Linked DNA regions of Sus scrofa: region 1 is linked to region 2. The links are chromatin contacts, called in public promoter capture Hi-C maps. All regions are on one chromosome and are shown on one strand. The core of a region is the stretch at or near the end of the contact, and the rest is flanking DNA. Distances in the headings are between cores, read along the strand shown.

Evidence for each region. Promoter capture Hi-C pulls out the DNA fragments that hold promoters and counts their contacts.
Region 1: a contact with region 2 is called in a promoter capture Hi-C map of liver, with 8 times the contacts expected there. The contact joins the promoter of BCL10 here to the promoter of ZNHIT6 in region 2. A contact is called at or near these places in 3 of 5 promoter capture datasets (fetal liver, fetal skeletal muscle and liver), 3 of 47 Hi-C or Micro-C datasets (fibroblasts, liver and mesenchymal stem cells) and 2 of 2 datasets of contacts at active chromatin or transcription factors (alveolar macrophages and skeletal muscle).

Annotation. Positions count from the first base shown.
Region 1 is chr4:130,643,395-130,647,984 of Sscrofa11.1, reverse strand. It overlaps BCL10 (B-cell CLL/lymphoma 10), which reads right to left and starts at 2,558. Exons shown (of 3, transcript NM_001103213.2): 1 at 2,487-2,558. The coding sequence starts at 2,543.
Region 2 is chr4:130,295,110-130,299,415 of Sscrofa11.1, reverse strand. It overlaps ZNHIT6 (zinc finger HIT-type containing 6), which reads right to left and starts at 1,307. Exons shown (of 10, transcript NM_001243449.1): 1 at 475-1,307. The coding sequence starts at 1,136.

The DNA.
Region 1 (4,590 bases), core at 1,309-3,808, 350 kb before region 2:
TAGCACCGTCCTAGTTCTGGTCCCCTGTACTCTGCCTGGACTGCTAACAAGACACCTCGCTGTACCTCTTCCTTCTCTCCCCACAGCCCTCAAATTCCTCCCCACACATCATCAGACGTCTCATTGCTCAAGAAAAAAAAATGGAAATCTGGAGTGTGAGATGAATTCTACTAAGATTGAAATGCTGTTAATTTTTAAAAAATGTGAAACACTGTGTTCCACCGCAACTTAAAGGATAAAGTTTCTCACATGGCAGAATAGTGGAGAAGTTAAGAGCACGGCTCTGGACCCAGGCCCACCTCAGTGCAAATCCTGCATCTGCCACGATCTCCTGTGGGAGCTGGGCAAGCTCCTCAGCCTCTCTAGCTTCAGATTCCCCACTGGTCATCACCAATAAATACACGGCACGATCCCTGGGAGGACTAACTGGACAGCGCTTACCAGGGACTTGCCCATCCACGGGATTTTTTTTTTGCCTTTTTAGGGTATCACCTGAGGCGTATGGAAGTTCCCAGGCTAGGGTCAAATCTGCACTGTAGCTCCTGGCCTACACCACGGCAACACCAAATCCGAGTCTCATCTGCAACCTGCACCACACCTCACGGCAACGCCGGATCCTTAATCCACTGAGTGAGGAAAGGGATGGAACCTGCGTCCTCATGGATACTAGTCAGGTGTGTTACCGCTGAGCCATGACGGGAACTCCATCCATGGATTTTAGTATCAGCGGCCAGTCCTCCATAGTTACAGAGGGATGATTGTATATTCTTCAAGAGAGAAAACAGCAGAAACAACAAGCAGCTTTGAGGGAGGGATGATAAAATGATCAACCTTAGACAAGGTGAGGAATCTGAAGGATATCAAACTGGATTTCCCGCAACTATTTGGAAATAAGCACTTAGATTTGGGAAAGAAGGCAGGCCAAATATATGTATGATAATTTTAAACCTTCTAAGGTCATAAACCATTTCCATCACGTGAAAAAATGTTCTAAGAAAAAAATGAGCAGCTCTATTTTTTTCACAGCTGTCCTGAAACCGGTGCATGATTCCCCAAGGTTATGAATTTCAGAGCTGGCTGTGCACTGAAATCTTGGAGATGGAGAATGTCAATGAGCTGACGGCAAAAAATACAGGCCTGGCAGTCACCCTTCACATCTGTGTTTGTGTGCGGGTTTTGGAACCTCCCACTTGCAACCTCTCACTACCTGTTTTGTCAACTGTAAAATGGAAAAGACAGCGATCCCCCTCAGAGGCTGGTGTACAGATGACGCTAGAACACTGTAAACCGTGCGATGCAGCACCTGCCTCCTGAAGTTCATGCTTTTACTGGCACAAATCCTGAACAGCACAACACTCATTCTTTAGTAGTTACCAACATCCGAGTTCTGACGGGAATGGGAAGCAGGGACCTGTCATTTTTGGGTATCTTTCCAGGCCGAGGAACAGTGCTTTCCATCTAGTGAGCGCCCCAGAATTATCTGCTGAAGGAGGAAATTAAGGCACAAGCCCTACTCTTAACCAGAGTCCTTCTGCTAATGAGTCACACCGACTCTGCATTATGGGTACAGTGTGATAAACCTCACAGGTGAGGGAAAAGGAAGCACAGGAACATTTAAAAAGCTGCTTCCTGTCCACTTCACAAAGGTGGTTTTGTACAGCACTGCGGCGCTAAGCGAGAACACAGTTCATGTTGATTTTTAAAATGTGAATTAATACAAAGTATTTTAATGGTACTCATACAAGTCTCACAAAGCAAAACAAACAACTAAGAGCAAAGGGTAAGAGAAACAAGTCACTCTTGGTGAATAAATATTAAGATTTGTACATTTCTGCAGCATCCAAGCAGCGGAGCATAACGCAGCTACCGAATGTTTCCAGCGTTCACCTGTAAATAAATTCTCGGCCTTCGGGCCCCGGCCCCCGTCCCCTCCCCCTCGCCCCTCCGATTTAAATACGTGGGCGTTTGCTTTCTAGGGGAATTCCGACTCGTGCTTTCAGCTGCTGAGCTTCCCTCAACCCCCGCTGCCAAAGTTTCACATATTTGCTCCACTGCTTGGGATGCTTTACCTGGTCCAGCTTTTGCTCCAGGCTGAGAGAGCCAGCAGCCAAGGCTCAGACTCAAGGACGAGCTTGAGTCGCCGACTTCCGACAACGTAGCTCCACCCCTGGAAGCGCCAGAGGATGGGTGGGGAGTGGGCCGGAGGCTGTGAAGGAGCGCTCCACCCAACAAGGTTCCAGAAACCCAAGCCCCGCTTTGATTGATTTAACACGCGAGTTCACAGGTCACCAGGGGTCGGACCGCTTCCACCAGGTCCCCGCGATGCCGGCTCGGCTCCCGCGGCGCCCGGACCTGCCGCTTCTCCCACCGCGCGCTGCTCCCCAGCTGCGGGCCGGGCCGGGCCGGGCCGCCGGGTTTCCGCTCCCGTCGCCCGCAGGCACGCAGCCCGCCCCGCCCGCCCGCCCGGGCCCGGCCGTGCTACTCACGTCCTTCTTCACTTCGGTCAGGTCCTCCTCGGTCAGGGACGGCGCGGCGGGCTCCATGGCGGAGGCGGGGGACGGCGCTCCTTCCGGGTCCGCGCTCGGGCTGCGCCGCCCCGCCCAGGCTGGGGGCTTCGGCCTCCCGAGGAGGGGTGGGGAGGGGAGGCGGAGAGGGTGGGGGGACGGCTACCTCCTCGAAAACAGGGGGACCGAGGGTCAAACAAGCGCTTCCGGCTCTGCCTCCGGGCCGACGGCGGCGCAGACCTACGCGTCTAGACGCCGAGCTCCGGGCTCGGCTCCTGCGCGCTCGCGGAGGCCGGGGCGCAGGACCGCCCCTCTGGGAGGCCGGCCCTCGGAGAGCCCGTCCCGTCTCTCCGAGAGCCAATCGGAGCCAGCCCGCGGCCGGCCTGGTCCCGCCCCCGGCCGGAGCCCTTCCAGGGTGGCCCCGCCCACGGCCTCCAGGTCGTTTGCATGGGGCGGGGGGAGGCCTCCCGAGAGGATCGTTTCCGTGGGCGGGGCCGGCGCGGCTCGGTCTGTGGGCGGTCGCCGCCCGCGCGGGCGGCTCTGATGCAGCTGGAGCTCTGCTGGTCGGTGCTGCTGTGTTCCTCCCCTTCTCCCAGCCCCTGCCCACCGATTTCCTGTTGCTGTTTGCCCACGCAAGTTTTACAATGGTTTGGTCACACACAGACGCTCGCGCGCGCGCACACGAGACTCATATACAGCCTAACTGCAGTTCATATTGAAGGAATTTCTGAAAGAGAAAAACCGCCTACAATGCCATCACTTTAACACCTCATTTAACCTCTGCATACTTTCTGGTCACTGTTTATGATAAACGTATTTCCTTATTTCTTCATCTGAGGGATGAAGATGTGTCTCTTCTACCTCTCACAGGTGACAATTCAATGACGTGACAGATGTGAGGTTCTTAGAGGTCTGGGCCCACAGTCCGTGCTCAGCTCTTGCTCAAACATTTATTGAGTCCTTCCTACTATATTCTAGACACCCAGTCCCGTAAGAGTTCTCCCATCTTTCTGGGGGAGACTGATGAACAGATACGATTCTCAGAACGGTGCATCCAAAGTAACGAGGGTGATAAGTCCGGAAAGGGCTCAGGGCCCAAGACGATTGTTTGGACAACATGGTAAATAAACTAGAAAGAAAGTATATGGTATTTGGAAGCTAGAGGGTAGATAAAAATGCGGACCAGGGGGCGGAAGACAAATTTGAGGATCCAGAATCCTTTAAAGGAAGGGAAAACAAGAACCAGAAAACAACAATGTTGTCAAGGCCGCATCAATGTATTTTTCCATCACAGGGCAGGGATCTTACTTTTAACATTACATCATGTGTGTTTGTCCATATTCATACACAGTATTTTTTCTGATTGCTTAATCTTCCGTCATCTTTTTCTAACCCAATTCACTTAACTAGTTGTTCTTTCATTCACAAATATTTGTTGAATGTCAACTATGGGCCAGACACTGTTCTAGGTGCTGGGGAAATAGCTATGAACGAAATAGTTAAAAATTCCTTTCCTCCTGGAGTTTAAATTCGTGTGTGTGTGTGTGTGTGTGTGTGTGTGTGTGTGTGTGTTTGGGGCAGGGCAGACAGACATTTGAAAAATGTTATGTAAATTATTTATTACGTTAGAAGATGATAAATACGCAGAAAATATAAAACGGGGCAGCAGGTTGAGGGGGTATGGCATGGTGAGTGAAGACCTGTTGAGAAGGGGATTTGGGTCGCACTTGAAGGGGCTGAAGGAAAGAGCCATGTGGACAAGCAGAGGGAGCAGCCAGGGGAAAAAAGCAGGGGGACGGGAGGCCAAGTCCAGGGCAGCTGTGCTTCATCTCTGCTCTGAGTCACAGGACAGCCTCTGAGTCAGACAAGAAGCCACTGGAGGACGCCGAGCAGAGGAGTGGCGCGATCCGATTTATGATTGGAAAAAGGCGCGCTTTCACTGTTGCCTTGAGGGAAAGGAAGAGGGGAACGGGGGACCCTCAAGGAGCTACTGCCTTTGTCCCCAGGAGGTGGTGGCTCAGAACAGGGTTGCTGGCAGTGAGGGTGGGGAGACCATTTTGAAGAGACGGGAGGTGGGGGGGGGAAG
Region 2 (4,306 bases), core at 58-2,557:
CCACATGATCACACTAAGGAAACTAAATCAAAAGTAATAAATATTCATAGATCCATAAAGAAACAAAACAATCGGGTGAATTCCAATGTATTTTGCCTAATTTTAACTTACTCCATTTTGTTCTTGTCTTGTTGGTTTTGTGAGACTTTTTCTCACCTCTATACTCTCAAAGGAATACTGAGCCCAGAGAATATTAAGTCAAGAAAAATCTGATCCCAGGGTTGTCTGATTCCAAGAATTTTCACTTCCCAACTTGGCCACTGGACTCTAGTACCAACGCACGTATTTTCACTGTATTTGTTGTCATCTGACAAACCTCCCCTTCCCAAACGCCCCTCCCCCACTACTCAGGCTCCAGGGACCCCAAGTGGTGCCTTTTCCCCATTATTCCGCACCCTGCTGGTAGTTTCTTTCAGTCTAGACCACCCAGGACCCCACGGCTTTACTCCCCCAATGGACTTCTCCCTGCCCTACCTGGACATGGCCAGTTTCCGCTTGGAGCCCACTGGGGGATGCATCTGAGGCTCTTCTTTCACCTGTGCATCGGCCATCACCTCTTCTTTCGGGACATTCTTCTCTTCTTTTACACACATTCCATCCACTCTTTCCTCCGTTTTTATGTTCTGACCTAGAAACACCTCCTCCCGTTTAATCTCCAAGCTGTCTTTCTTCTCTTCCGTCACTTCTAGCCAGTCCGTCACTTCTTCCTTCACCTTCACCTTCTCTTCCTTAACCTCTGGCTCTTCCTCCTCCTCTTCTTTTACCATCAGATTGCTATCCGTCTCCTGCTTCACCTCCAGGGTGCCTGGTTTTTCCTCTTTCACCTCGGGCCCGTCCTCCACCTCCTGCTTCGCCCACGGGTCATTCAACACACCTTGTTCCGTTTCTGACCAGTCCACTACTTCCTGCTTCACGACCGTTAGGTCCACCCGCATCCCTGCCCTTCGTCCACCTCCTGCGCCTTCCCCTATCTTCCCCGTTCCGTCCAGTGCACTCCCCGCCTCCCCACCTCCAGCCTCCTCGGTCCCTCCGGTGCCCCGGACTCTCTCTCCATCGGACTCCAGACCTAGCCGCGCCCCCTCAGCTCCGCTCTGACCTCCTCCCGACGTCTCTTCATTTTCAGCAGCGAAATCCATCAGCTCCGGATCTTTGACTTCCGCCAATACTCTGTCCTTCAATGTGGCTCGTCCAAGCCAACAGGTACGAACTACCGGCCAGAACACCGACCGCGGCCCACGTGTGGACCCCAGAAAAAGCGAGCGGCAGACGCCGGCCCCGAGCCTCTGCTCGAATAGTCGTAAAGCAACGCTTCCGCGCGTCGCCGCTTCACGACTCGTGGAGCCCTTTACGGCTCGGCCGCCGGCCGGCACAGCTCCTCCCGGAAATCGGCTTGGGGCCACGCCCACTGCGAGCCCGCCTTCGGGGCGGGGTTTCTCCCAGCCTGCGGTCGGGGAGCCCGCGCTCTCTGCACGTGGCCACGCGCTTCCGGGAGCGCCGAGGAGCTACGCGCCGAGCCCGACGCCGGGCGTTCGCGACCCGGGGATGGGAGGAGCCGCCCCGGCCTGCGCAGACGGTTCAGTCCAGACGCGTATGGGAGGAACACCTAATATCACGCCTCTCTACGCTTCAGTTTCTCCAGCTCTGCTCCGCAGACGGTGGTATTTACAAATCTTTTAGTTTATTTAAACGATTAGGTGTAATGGTGCATGGAAATAAGCTGGCGGTGATGAAACAAACAGTATATGGTGGCTGTTATTACTGGGAATCCTGATAGGTTTCAGGAAAGAGGGCATTAACTTTTATTCCTTCAATTCTTGGTCAGTAACACCCGGCGTCAGCCCGGTCCACATTTGCAGCATCCTACAGGTTTCTCTTAGAGAATAAATGAATATACTTTATAGATAATAATCTCTCTACCCAAAGACTAGGTCAAAAATTCAGTCCCCAGGAATAAAAGATATATTTAAAAAAAAATACACAAAAATACAAAAAACTGAAAATTTCCTGACATCCATTTCAGTTACTTTAAAATTGTTTTACTGCATAGTGTGCCTTAGGCACTTTCACCTAATCATCAGCTCATGTCTGTGAGATTGATATGTTTTTTTCTGCGGAAGGAGACTTCAAAGAAATGCATTTTGGCTGTGGGCTGCTCTGTGCGACTCCCTCAAATCCTGTTACAGTTTGGAGGGCATTCAGGTGTGAGCACTCATTCGCACGTGGATCAGGGAGTGGGAATTTTAGAGCGAGCCCAGTGAGGAAGAGAGGTAGTTCTGAAACCTTAGTGGGGCTCCACTAATTAAGTAGTGCGAGAAGGAGTTTTGAATTAAGTTAGGAAAGTTTAGTCAATTTTTTTTGTGCATAAGAGGAAGAAGTTTCCAATGGAGTAAAATGGACAGTTCTCCTCCCGCCTCCCCCCCCCCCCCCCAGGTGCTTAGAGGTGTCAGTTGCCTGTGGAGTCAGAGAACCTACCTGGATTGGTTCTGTACCAGGAGCCCTTAATCAATAGAATTGACAAGAGGCCAGAAAAGAAATTCAGGCAAAGCTTTATTGGGACTTGCAGCAGAAGGAAGTGAAAACAAGGAACAGGTGCCCTTGCTCTCGGCCTGAGTGGGGGCGACCTGCTTCCTTATGCGGGTTGAGGAGAGGGGTGGGTCCTGCATCAACCCGGGCAATGGCTTAGGTGGTCTGACCACCCCCTCCGTGTGCAGGGTGCCGGAGAGTAGCCGGGTCTTGCTCTGGGCTCCTTAGAAGTGGCACTTGGGTTTTTGGTCTCTTTGTATCTTGTTCATAATTTGCCCCAACTGGGCAAGAAGGCAGCAGTGTTTTTAGTTTTTAGTTTCTTGGTATCTTGTTGCTAGAGGAGATGTTTGTCTGGGTGTAAGCACTGCTGCAAAGGGTCCCAGGTCCCGGCCTGTCTCAGATTTGCAGGCCAGATTACATGTTTGTACTAGGAATCGGGGCTAAATGAAAGAATCCATGTGGCCTTGCTAGCTTTGGGGGGTTGGGAGCAACAGGAGGAAGTGTTTATTTTCAAGTGAATAGAACCACCTGGGTTTCTATTTAAGATCCCAGAGAAAGTTGTGGAACTGCATATCAGACGCCAGAAGGAGAAACACTTTGGAGTGTTTTGGATATTTGTAATTTTTCTGCATTTGTTCTTGTAATATGTGTTTTTTTCCACAGTCACTGGAGGGAAAATTGTTAAACCAGTAAGATTCTTGAGAGCACCAAAGCTCATCACTAATCTAAGAAGCAGTCGGCACTGTAGGACTGTAGTTGAATGGTGGTATCGGAGGTTGTGGTCATGTTAGGTGGCAGATTTGAAGGAAAAGGGAGACCTGAGTGGTCCTGGAGGAGGGACCTCTGGGCTTTTGGACAAAGAGCAAGGGTAGTGACTGTGACCACAGCTGTGGCATGGACAGGGCAGGAAGAAGTCCTCTGCGGGGCTCTCATTGAATTCCTCTCCAGCTCCTCCAACCCCTTTCCCTCCCTTTTCAACCTCAGTGGACTAGAGGGATAAGCCCAGCTCCTTCAGTGTAGGGCTGGACCTTCCTGCTGTCCCCTGTCATCTCTATCCCCGTAACAGGATGCAGCCCCCCACCCCCCCCACTTTGGGAGCTGGCCCTTTGTTGAAATCGTAGTTGAGTTCAGTTTAACAGTTACAAAGCTGGAAATGCTTTGTAGGAAAGCATCTTAGCCAAGACTGAAATACCCCGACAGAGTGCCTATTAGGGACGGTTAAGACCATGTGGGGGCTCAGCAGGTGCTGTGTGTAATCACAGCTGTCTGGCTCTTTTTAGAGTGAAGACTGGAAGGTCCTTTCCTGACCACTGACTGAGTGGACGGGTAAGGAAATGAAGACCCAGAGAAATAAAATGATTAGCTCAAGATTGCTTGACTATTAGTGGCAGTGATGAAAAAAGAAAGTTAATGTTCTGGTCAAAGCCTTTTGGTCACACTTGAGCCTGGTTAAGATGAAGGCTGGGAAGTGGAAGTACAGCTGTGTCCACACAAAAGGCAGAACCGGCAAGTCTAGGGGCCTGAATCTTACCTTGTGGGGATGTGTTGGGATGTGTTGTGATGTGTTGCAGGTTGTGTTAACAAGCAGGGTTCCTGGCTTACCAAAGGCCAGCAAGGAAATCCAGGCAAGGCTTCGGGGACTTGGAGCAGGAGGGAGTGAAGACAGGTAACAGGTGCCCTGGCTTGTCCCTGAGTGGGGAGCAGATTTCTCAGATGGTGTGAGGGTGGGGCTGGAGCAGTGGCTTAGGCGATCTGCCCACCCCCTTGGTGGTGCTGGGTGCAG